2 separate regions of the Scleropages formosus genome follow, and region 2 is linked to region 1. Evidence: chromatin contacts called from public Hi-C data. All regions are on one chromosome and are shown on one strand. Each heading gives the region's core, a stretch centred on a gene start, on an enhancer-like site or on the middle of the called end of the contact. The rest is flanking DNA. Distances are from core to core; before and after follow the strand shown.

What was found. A called contact is a pair of places that touch in the nucleus more often than the background predicts.
Region 2: a Hi-C map of muscle shows a contact between it and region 1, with 7 times the contacts expected there. The contact joins the promoter of atpaf1 here to the promoter of ifi44g in region 1. A contact is called at or near these places in 2 of 2 Hi-C or Micro-C datasets (both in muscle).

The regions. Positions count from the first base shown.
Region 1 is chr9:8,006,814-8,012,716 of fSclFor1.1, reverse strand. ifi44g (interferon induced protein 44g) reads right to left here and starts at 1,294. Exons shown (of 8, transcript XM_018726737.2): 1 at 1,026-1,294; 2 at 478-672. The coding sequence starts at 658.
Region 2 is chr9:8,197,183-8,203,819 of fSclFor1.1, reverse strand. atpaf1 (ATP synthase mitochondrial F1 complex assembly factor 1) reads left to right here and starts at 3,386. Exons shown (of 9, transcript XM_018726697.2): 1 at 3,386-3,645; 2 at 3,953-4,061. The coding sequence starts at 3,425. It overlaps frem1b (Fras1 related extracellular matrix 1b), which reads left to right. Exons shown (of 35, transcript XM_018726727.2): 34 at 61-146; 35 at 284-604. The coding sequence ends at 531.

The DNA.
Region 1 (5,903 bases), core at 45-2,544:
GGACACAGAAAGTTGAACAGAGAAAGCTAGTACAGAAGTCTGTTTCCCATTTACACTCAAAATGTAGTTAAGTGCAGCTTAAGCATGCACATGTGGGGAGAGCAAGATAGAATAGTGGTTAGAGCCTTTGGAGGTGGTTGCAAGTTCAAATCCCCCTTCTAGGTCTAGTAGCCTTGAGCCAGGTACTAACTGAATTACTTCACTAAAATTACCCAGCTGTGAATGGGTAAATCATTATAAGTACCTAAAACTGCAAGTTGCTTTGGAGAAAAAAGTGTCGTGAAAAACTTACTAAACAACACTGTTCGACACACCTGGTTTTATAAGAACAACTGTTTTTTCCTTGTAGAGGGGAAACTTCAACAAAGTCCAATTTGCAGAAAGAAGAAAGAAAGACACAGGTGGTCCAGTTTCTGTGATCACTCAGTGAACTGTAAGTGTAACAAAAAAAAATAAAAGATTTAAAAACTGCCTTACACGTCTTCAGCTGTTTACAACTGTCTTCCGCATCTCCACTGCTTTTGCTGGAATTTAATACCGCTGGCAACGGCGTTGCAGAGTTCGCAGACAAACCGGCCCCAGACAGGGATTCTGCCTTCACTTGGAGAGCTTGTCCAAATGTGAAGCCTTTATTAATACATGACATTTTTTTTTCCATCTTTTTTCCGTCTCCTGTGTGTGTGAAGACATTGTAACGCATTTAATGTTTCCAACAGCTCATGATGTAAAAAAAAAAAAAAAAAGGGAATTTAAAAGCTGCAAGAACGCAAACCAGCAAACGGTCTCTGTCCGAGTACACAGTTTGAGTCCCTTATTATAAACAACAATTAACATTTTCATTACGTGAGAGTGACTGATTTCCGGAAACAAGCGAAGCGAGCAGTAAACTTTTTTGGTCGTTAAATTTGTCACAGCCCTTATATTATAATAAGCCTACAATGTCGATGTGAAGGTTATGTGACGATGAAAAAAGTGATAAAATTAGCACGGTAGGTACAAACTTAAGTATTATCGTACGTGTTTACCGGGACACCAGGAGGGGCTGCAATTCCACGGGTGGGTCCAGCGTTCAGTGTTCAATCAATGTGTTCTCCCAGGGGACACACAGGCTTTTGTGGACTGAGAAACGAAACTGAACGCGATCACTTTCAGTTTGCGATGAACACGTCATCAGGAGCGCAACCGACATACAAACTGCAAATACTGTGTTGTGTGTAACGACGAACGGGAATTATATACTGTTGCAGCAGGTGCCCGTTTTGGGGAGTGCACCGGAAGAAAACCAGCCCAGACAATAATGTGAGTGCATAAAGTATCGTGAGTTTAATAAACAGTCACTTTAGAACTGGAATCGTCTGCCTTTACTGTGTGTGGCCTGTAGCTGTACAGCACTGATTCTGTTCCGTTTACACTCATCCATGAGCCTCACTTCGGACTGGAGCTCCAGACAGGACAGCTGCATGCAAACCTCCTCTATGGATGTTGCACCATGTCTTTGCAAGATGTCCCGGTGTTGAATTTTTTAGGGATTATCTGATGTGTCCTGATGTGAGAAGACACCCCTCCAAGTCTGCTTGTATCTCTGCTTTCACAGGTTCTGTTTTCAAAAAAAAAAAAAAAAAACAAAACTAGAACAGATAACACTAATGAATTTTAAATTCTCTACAAGACATCATTTTGTTGTATGACGCGGTCTATGGTTAGCTATACTAGAAACATAAGAAGTGAAACAGGGTACACTATGGATGGGATGCCAGTTTATTTTCTTTTATTTATTTCTTTTATTTACATGAAGAAACATTCAAATTAAGTTCACATCAAAATAAAAGAGAAAAAAAACACGCTCCTACTCGCTCACCCTCCCTCCAGTGTCATTTGAGTTTCTCTTCTGAGTGCGTTTTGCTGCCATCCAATGGCGATTAGTGGAAATTCAAGGCATTTTCGCTCCGCGGTGGAGAAATAGAAAATTCAACCGTGAGGAAAAATGAAATAAAACTGAAAAATGTTGTTTATTCAAAAACACGTAATGTGGTTGTTTGTAAAATAAGGTCTAAATGTATATGTGACATGGCTTGTAAAATCATTAAATATAATTAATAGTATTTAGTTGTGCAGTAAAATAATCATTTTTAAATTTACACTTTGTGTGTCACTGATTTTTGAAATAATTTTTTTAAATTGAAATTATTCATTGAAAATTATTTCAGACAGAGGCTACAGGAAAACTATACAGACATTTAATGCATGAATAAAGTGAGATCCAAAACTCCTCTCCAGGGAATAGAACATATAAATACATTCTGTTCAATTGAAAACTTTTACTGTATTCAAGGATATAACGATTTTGGGTGTTATACATAACACCTGTGCGTAAGATATTAACCAGCCATCAAATATTAAAAAAACAGGTGTTCCAGTGAAGCTGGTTTGATATACTACAATAACTGAAGGAAGATCAGCTTTCAAATTTTTGTGAATATTTGAGCTAAGACTTTGACATCACAGTTAAGGAGACACATTGGGTGGAAAGACCTAGAGTCTGAAGGGTCTTTGTGTTTTTTCAATAGGAGAGATATGAAGGCATAATGAAGAGTGGGAGGAAGTGTCTTACATTCACTAACTAATTCAGTACACACACACACTAATTCAGTACACATTAAATTTAAGACACCTGAACTGAGAAGATCTTATAAAACCCAACTCTACTAAAGGGCTTTACAGTCTGAATACTTCAGACATGAGAGAGGCTCATCAAACCTTATTTTGACATTCTCTGAGTGATTTGTTTGTTCAGTATTTGTATTGTCTCTGTCTTGTCCAAAGTCTGTGAAGAAACACACACACTTTCAGAACCGCTTGTCCCATACAGGGTCACAGGAGCCTACCCAGCAACACAGGACATAAGGCCAGAGGGGACACACCCAGGACAGGACACCAATCTATCACAAGGCACCCCAAACAGGACTTGAACCCCAGACCCACCAGAGAGCAGGAATGTGGTCCAACCCACTGCGCCACCACACCGCCTGACCTGGGGAGAAACATTCAAGAAGAATTTCATGATACTTGTAGACAGTACTTGTACCTATGACAGTAAACTTGAAACTTGATAGAGAGAGGACCTTAAACAAGTATGAGAATGTGTCTTGTGATACATGATCAATAATGGATTTTGGGGTGTATAACTTGGTGTAGTTTTGCTGGAACTGGCCTTGACATAAAGCCTTGAAATTAGTTGTGGTGTGTGGGCTAAAAGGTGCACAGGGGATGGGCTAAATGTTTATTGGCTTGGTCCCCTTGTTCATAATGGGTAGAACATATTTTCAATAACAGTGTTCCAACATGGAGAGGATGCAGTGGCGCGGTGGGTTAGACTGCAGTCCCACTCTTCGGTGGGTCTGGGGTTCGAGTCCCGCTTGGGGTGCCTTGTGATGGACTGGTGTCCCGTCCTGGGTGTGTCCTCTCCCCCTCTGGCCTTACGCCCTGTGTTACCAGGTAGGCTCCGGTTTCCTGCAACCCCCTATGGGATGAGCAGTTCTGGAAATGTGTGTGTGTGTTTCAACATCATGGGTGCAGAGCAAATCAAAGTTTGTTTTCAGCCTCCAGCAGACAAATAATTTGAAACAGGGTACAGTACCATACTATTAGTAAGGTTTATAAATTAGTTCAAGTTCCTTCAAACTTTCCCTTACACATTTCTTTTTATGGGTAGAGTATGAGATCATCTGGTTTCTTAAATAAGATTTTAGTGTTTCTTAAAACATGGCCTTAGAGACAGCATCTGAAGAATTGGTATCCAAGAAAAAGTATATAGAAAAAGTAAATACCTATACATCGAACAAGGTCCTATAACAACAGAGGGTTCATCTAATATAATCTGGACACATGACAGGAGCATGGTGTTAAATAAAAATGTCATTGAATGAACACAATGGAGTAGATGGAAAGAGGAAATTGTCAGTTAAGAAATAATTTGTGTTATGTGAAATAATATGTGAAAATGTGTTGGGGAGTGCGGAGGTGCAGCGGGTTTGGCCGAGTCCTGCTCTCCGGTGGGTCTGGGGTTTGAGTCCCGCTTGGGGTGCCTTGCGACGGACTGGTGTCCCGTCCTGGGTGTGTCCCCTCCCCCTCCGGCCTTAAGCCCTGTGTTGCCTTGTAGGCTCCGGTTCCCCGCGACCCCGTATGGGACAAGCGGTTCTGAAAATGTGTGTGTGTGTGTGTGTGTGTGTGTGTGTGTGTGTGAGACTTATACATACGGTGCGTACCAGTTGCTGATAGAATTCCCAACCCCCGAAACCCAGGTGCTCCTAAAACAAGAAGTAAGTAATCTACCCAAGGTGCGCTTCTGCCTTGAACTTATAACTGACTCTAGTAAAATATGAGCGTGAGAAATAACTGGCTCTCGTGTCTCTTCTCTACCTTGACCTCTCTGTCCTTCTGGTTTGTGTCAGACCTGTCAAGAATATGAGTGCACGTTGGAGTTCTTGTTTTAACTTCTCTCTCTTTGCTTAAGGTAAAAGGGCTAACGGATGCGACTGAAGTATCATATATCCTCTCTATATGTATAACCAATCACAGTGCTCTGTTGTTTAACATTACCTTTTGTGGTTTTGTCCCTAGACCCTGACTCGCTTTTTAAAGCGATGAAAACTTATTTCTTTGTTCTGCAAAATAGTATATAATCTATGTGAACACACAATAAACTTGAGGATTTGGAACGAAACACGCTGCTTGTTCTTGTGTCCTAATCCTCCCAGCGATCACTGGTCTCTGGTGTCCGGACAGCTCTGAGGTGGCAGAAGGCTGAGATAGAAATTAAGATAATTTCTAATCTAAGAATGAGTCACTCCTGTTCTGAGCAACATGGGTTGAAAACCAATAAATAGCAATAATTACATAGCATACCAAGGAGCATGCATTTCAGGTCTATGTATGAAAAAGTGTTATGTAGTTATACATATCCACTCTCCTTACACAATCTTACAAACACATTCATACAGAACAACAATGAAAAGTTCTACTGAACTACTGAACAACAAGCTAGAATTATTATTCAGTTGCTGCAATGTTATCCTGTTGAGGCCTCTGTTTGCCACCTCATTGCCTTTTCTGGATGTTGAGGTCCTATCTGTAATACCAAAGAACTGTGGTGGAATTTTTTCAGCCAACACACACTGGCTGATACCGCTTGTCCCAAGCAGGGTTGTGGCGAGCCGGAGCCTAACCCAGCAACACAGGGCGCAAGGCTGGAAGGGAAGGGGATACACCGAGGACAAGACACCAGTCCTTCGCAAGGCAACCCAAGCAAGCTCAAAACCCAGACCCACCAGAAAGCAGGACCCGGCCAAGCCCGCCGCATCACCGCGTCCCTCTCAACCAACACTTAAAAGTAATTATTCAGTAGTTTATTGGATAGCAGTTCAGCACACTAAGCAACTGAGGAGACAGACTCTCTGAACAGCACTTAATAGTCTCTTATATACTAAGAACACATCAAACCTTGAGGTGGATAGGCTACAACAGCAGAAGACCATGTCAGGTTCCACTCCTTGTCAATCAAGAACAGAAAGCGGAGGCTGCAGTGGGCACAGGCTCACCCAAACTGGACAGCTGAAGACTGGAGAAATGAGTCTCGACTTCTGCTAAGGCACACAAATTGGAAAGTCAGAATTTGGCATCAACAACATGAATCCACGGAGCTAACTTGCCTTGTGTCAACAGTCCAGGCTGGTGGTATAAGAGTGTGGGGAATGTTTTCTTGGTACACTTTGGGCCCATTAATACCAATCACTCGTTGCTTGAATGCCACAGCCTGAATGTTGTTGCTGACCACATACATCTCTTTGCTGCTGCAATTTACCCATGTTCTAGTAACTATACTTCCAGCATGAGAATACATTTAC
Region 2 (6,637 bases), core at 2,137-4,636, 190 kb before region 1:
TCAACAACACAAAAACCGTGCACTGCTTACAAAACATGTATGATGCCTTTATATGTACAGGTTCAACAGTAATTTGGCAAGTGTCCACTCCAAAAAAGACATGAAGTGGCTATGGAAGTTTGCCAGCAAGCAGCCGTTCTGGATCGGTAAGGGTCTAGTCGCTTGTCGGTTTTGATAAATCACACTCTCAGACACTCATTCCTAATCTATGCATCAAACACGCATAGATCAGGAATGAGTACGCAGGCACACGTCTGACTACTCTGTCATTGTGGGTTTACAGGGCTGAGTGGCACACCAGGGCAGTGGGCCTGGACTGATGGCCGCTTCATGACATTCTCCAGGCTGAGGAGCCACAGCAATGCTGAATATCAGTCCCTGGATAGCACTGGTCTCTACTGTGTGCTGGCCCAGAACCAGAGGACTTGGACACCAGAGAACTGCACTGCAGGCCCAGAATATAAATACATATGCTCCGCAGCAGTCCAGGACATCCTCATGTCACAGCAAAGACCATCTAGTACAAAATAGCATAATGCATTTCCACAGGAATAGTCACGCAAACTGCATTTTTTTTTACTATTTTTATTAACTTTAAAAAAATGAGTTTAAAATGACTGAAAATAAAATCAGTTATTTCCGCAGCCTCCCATCCTGAAGGTTGAGCATTTCTTCTCATATGCCTATGCAATGTTAGTAATTTTTGAGCCACTTTCAGCTTTCTTTATTAACTACTCAATAAAAAGGTTAGTAACACAGATCCCTTTGATTTATTTACAGGATACGTTAAGTCTAAGATAAAGTTATAATATATTAAATACTTTGGCATTTTTACTAAGACCAAATGTGTCATACATTTGTATGAGGTGTTTTAGAACAGATAGACAGTTGGTGTCACAAAGCCAGAAGGTTTTTGTCCCTCCATTTATAAACATTTACATTTCTTCCTTTAACAGATTCTTTTCTCCAAAGCAACTTACATCTCAGAGAAAAAGACAGTCCATTACATCAAAAGAAGGAGAGATTTGGATGCAGACACGTGATTCTAAAATATAGTTAATTTGTCACATTCCACCATATGAGCCAGCATACACCAAAGGAGAAGCTGCATAAAGGTTTATCCATTATTCTTCAATTCTAAGCACAGAATTATTCAGCACAAACATTTACATCTCACAAGTTGCTGCATAATTTTTTTTCCATTATGTCACACTTCTTACATAACAAAAACCAACTACACACTGCACATACATTACTACCGTATAGAAAATCACAGCCCGTCACAACCATCCATGAAGGCAAATACAGATGACAAGTGAACTACAGCCTGGGCCACAAAATTAACACCCATTTTTCTACAATATCATCAAAAGCCACCAAAAAAAGTGGCCGTGTTTGGACAGTCCTAAGGGGACCAAGTTGAGCGAGACTGCAACCGCTGAAATTCGCACCCAACAGCGAACGGAGGCGCAGAACGAAATCAGCGCACACGAGCTAAACTGTAAGTGCGAGCAAGACCACAAGGTGGCGCTCGTCTCGTGTTCGTCGGCCGCGGGAAGTGCTGCAAAATCCCAATTCGGTCTCCATAAATACGGACAAAAGTTTTTGTAAATTGAAGTAGGGGTATTAAATGGGTCCTAAACTACAGTTCTCGTAAACCGAATTCTTGGACATGGTTGTACCGCTTTATTCATTCTTGCTTTTCTCCAAAGCCACTTAGTTATTTACATATGGTAATTTGGACTAGAGTAAATTCATGGTGAAAATGCTTTGCTGAAAGGTGCTACAGCGGGAGCGAGGATTCGAACCTGGTTTCTTAAAGAAGGCCGTAAAAAAAGAATAAAAATAAGTAACTATTAACAATGAAACTTTAAATCATGAAGAATTACTCTCGCAAATTGTGTCTTTATCATACATATGTGTTACATCACGGATATGCACAGAATGTTTTTCTCTCTTTGGTACTTATTGAAATTTGTGGTGCGGGGATATTTTTCCATGAGAAACAATGTTTCTTCCCAGTTTTATTTGAGAACAAATATTACAAATATAATCAGGGGGGCGTGGTGGCGCAGTGGGTTGGACCACAGTCCTGCTCTCTAGTGGGTCTGGGGTTCAAGTCCCGCTTGGGGTGCCTTGCGATGGACTGGCGTCCCGTCCTGGGTGTGTCCCCTCCCCCTCTGGCCTTACGCCCTGTGTTACCGGGTAGGCTCCGGTCCCCCGTGACCCCGTATGGGACAAGCGGTTCTGAAAAAATGAAAATATTACAAATATATATCATGCATTTGTGTGATCGTGATGAACGTCGGTGCATGGTGAAGGAAACAAACTGAAACTGTACTGAAGGATCACATGTCTGCATCTATGTTTCTATCTCGTAATGTAATGTACAAATAGTATTTTCTACGAGATGTACGTCGCTTTGGAGAAAAACGTCTGCTAAATGAAATGTTAATATAAAATACAATTAAAAATACAAGACTAGCATAATAACAACCGACAAGGGAGGGGGGGGAATAGAAAGAACATGAATAAAGAAAATAGAAAGAAAATTAAAAAAAAAACAAAGCGCAAGATTAGCAAATACATGAATATTGGGATATTTACAATTTGCCCCAAAAACAGTTTAATGCCTTGCGACGTTGTTATGGTTTTCTTATTAGAAGATGTTTATGAAGAGAGGAAAGAAGAAACTGTAAATCAGTTTGGAACAGCAAATTCTTGATTATTATAATTCTTACCTAATTTAGTTAGGGCAAAATTTAATTAATGCCCGTTTCTTTATGAATATGAAATTTACTTAATAAACAGACAAGACGAATTGCGCTATCCACATTTTTATTAGCAGATTCACTAGCATAAAAAAGAGCCATAGAGACAATAATATTAACGAGCCGAGTAAAAAAAGAGAAAAACAAAGCTACCATAACATAAATATTTGGAATGCAGACCAAAAAAGAGAGATGAGGGACTGTTTCCATTTCAATCGAGCAAAAAAGAAGCAAGATTTGTCCGTCAAATCTGCTTCTCTGTTACGGGGGTAATATTTACTATTAATTTGTACGTGTTTCTCTTCATTAGGAATCAAAAATGCATTGGTGCAGAGCACATTTTGTGAGGATGAACTGACTTCTTCTTTGGAAACATTAAGTAGTGTAAGATAATTCTAGATGCACAAAATGTACAAAAGTGTCATTATTTTACTCTAGTTTCACAACCTTCCTGTCACTGTAACAAAACGGAAATATTTACAGCAAAGACACCCAGCTGTACAAATGGCCAAATACCGCTACGGGTCGCGTCACAGTGTGGAACATTGGAGAAAATCGCCCGCCAACTGAACGAACGGAACCATCGCCTTGGTCTGCGGCGGAACGATTATTCCATTATTGCTGTTTCCGTCCGCGGAGCCGAGGCTCCATTCATGAGGGACGGCGATGAGAACAAGATGGCGGCGGCCCTGGTTCAGATGGCTTGTCTGTACCGCGGGATGCTGGCGGTGCGGACAGTGGGCGGGAGGCCGCTGATTCCCGGCGCGGTGCCGCTTCGGTTGCGGGCCTTTTCGATGAAGAAGGAGCGGGAGCCGCAGCTGGAGGAGAACCCGTTCTACGGGAAGTACGCAGACAAGATCAGGGAGCTGCGCAGGTAGTACCCCGTGCCGAAGGGCCCGCAGTGCATGCTGGGAGAACGCGTAGCTATTTTGATCAATGATGCTGTATATGAGACGAATGAACTGCATAGCGCCCCGACACGCGAACTGACCGTACCTCGCCGTCCCTGTGCTCGCAGAAGTCACGTGATGTTGCGTGTAGCGGTGCGCTTCGCCAACTTCCAGCTCATGATGATGCTAACAGTCCTTCCCTGAGCCTGCAGCGGCAACTGCTGTTCAGCAGAGGAGCCCTCATGTCTGTCTTTAATTTGTTTGTTTGTTTGTTTGTTTCACTGCTCTAAGCTCTCGGCCCGGGGAGTTTAGAGCACGAATGGAGAAGCGGGAGGAGGTGACGAGGGAACCGCTGGGCATCTCCACACAGGCCGAGTTTGCCCTAGTCGTGGAGCAGGAGGTATGTATGTAATTACAGTAATAATAGGTATGTAATATGTATGTAACGTATGTATGAGCTGCTCTGCCCACAGCCTCACTTCCCCCGACTCGTCCTGATGCTGCCGTTCGCTCTGCCCTCAGAGTCGGGCTGTTTTGAGCGAAAGGGAAAAGTAATCACTCTCTTTTTTTCTGTACATTACACAAAAAGCTCAAAGCAGGCTAACTGCAGAGCAGGTAGCGGTAACGTACAGGTTAAAGGTTCGGACGAAGACAAACTCGTATATTGGAGAGGGGTACTAGAGGAAAATAAAATCAATGACCCGAGGCCTCTGGTGAAATCAGGAACAACATATTACGATATGCTTAACCCTAATACTGTAGAAGAAGTAGGAGCGATAGTTAAGAGCTTGTGTTACAACAAGGCTCTGGGCCTGGATGGATTACTTAATGGATCTATCAAAGCCATCAACACTTACATCCTGTGCCTCCTGTTTATGGAATCCTAGTGTCGGGAGCAGTTCCCGAATATTTTAGATCTAGCAGGACAACCCTGATCCCAAAAACATCTACACCTAGGGATGCAACAGAATTTAGACCAATTTCTGTGGGGAATGAGCTGAGGAGGTTATAGCATAAAATTCTAGCGAGGCATATGTCAACATACATACGACCAAATATGGTACAAAATGGTTTTCCCAGTATAGACGGATGCAGTGCTAATATCATGATCCGTAATTCCTTCATAGATGACGCCAAGAAGAATCACCAGGATTTAGCGATTTGTTTCATCGACCTGCGTAAAGCATTTCACTCTGTAGCCCATGACTCCATAATCAGAGGTGCCATAGCTGCAGGGGTGCCAGAATATATCTGCGGATACCTGAAACAATACTACTTGTCTGGAACAACCAAGCTACTTGGACAGAAGATCCAGATAGCAAACGGAGTTAAACAAGGAGATCTGTTAAGCCCTCTATTGTTTAACTGCGTGCTGGTTGAAGCTATCGAGAAAGTCCATCGCCTTAATAGTGGTTATAAGCTAAAAGACTTCAAATATAAAGCTTTGGCCTTCGCAGACGATATGGTGCTCGTAGTCGGCACAGAGATTGGACTTCAGAACCAACTTAATACCTTGCTAGAATGCTTGACACCCAATGCCAAGAAATGTGCCATACTACGGGTCATTGGTGATCCAAGAAATAAAACTTCTTACTGCAGTCCAGAGGCTGTAGCATACATATGGCAGGAACAGGTGCTATCTGTAGACATTGTTAGCACCTATAAATACCTCGGGATATATTTTAGTGCCCAAGGTAGACACCTCTCAGATCATGAGGCCCTAGATAATATGCTGAATAACCTGAAGAAAGCCCCGTTAAAACCGTAACGGCGAATGTTCCTGTTAAGAACTTTCATATTATATAGAGTCCAGTATTAACTGGTCCTTGGAAGAGTTACTGCAAAGATATTGAACAAATTCTAACAGCATCATTAGAGGTTTTATAAGAGCGGCACTGAGGCTACCTCGCGATACCCCAAAAGGATTTTTCTATAGTAATATAATGGATGGAGGACTGGGTGTGCCTGACCTGCAAACGCAAGTTCCATACATTAGACACAACAGGATGCAGAACCTGAAGAGGATCCTGGAAAAAGATACATAAACATCACCAATACATACAAATTCACCACCAGGTTACAAAAGGACTTAAAATTGATGGAGCAAGGTGGGATGACAGTAAGCAACAAGGCATCCTGTAGGAGTTACTGGGGAGAACAGCTTCACACCAGTCAGGATGACATGGGTCTCAAGAACATAAACCAATGCCCACAGGCCAGTTTCTGGGTTGGAAATGGGATGATATTGTTATCAGGCCATAATTATATCAAAGCTAAACACCAAAAAAAGAAGTATACGGGGCTGAGGACAAGCATCAAAATGCAGTGAGGGATGCAACGCAACAGAGAGTCTTAGTCATATCATGCAGTCATGCAACAGAGTGCATGATAAATATGTCCTTAGATGCAACAATATCAACAAAATGCTTATGAAGCTCATTACTGCAAGGGGATACCAGGTCAACCTGGAACCGCATTTAAAAACTAGTGATGGTATCAGAATCCCTGATCTTATATGTCATAATAACAAGCAGTTGTTTATTATAGATACTATTACAGCAGATGCCAACTTAGGTGACACCCTGAACAAGGCCTATAATGAGAAAAGAACGAAATAGGAAAGAACACAGGTCATAGAAGAAGCAAGAGAGGTTGCTGGTGACAAAAACTGCGAACTGGAGGTCCATGTAGGAGCACTAATCTTCGACTGGAGAGGCGCACTTAGCAAGAAGAGCCTCGACCTAAATAGACAGGTTGGGCTAACGAAGGAGAATGTGTATTTTCTCAGAGTCAAAGCCTTGGAGGGAAGCGTTGTGGTGGTGGACGCTTTCAATTGAAGAACGACTAGGACTGGATGTTGGATGGAAGGATACAGAAAACATAGTGAAGACTAATGATGGTGATCACCTAAACCCTTGGGGGGTAATCACTGGAATGAGGAGGGGCTTATCCTACTTTTCGCGTGCCGACTGCGCT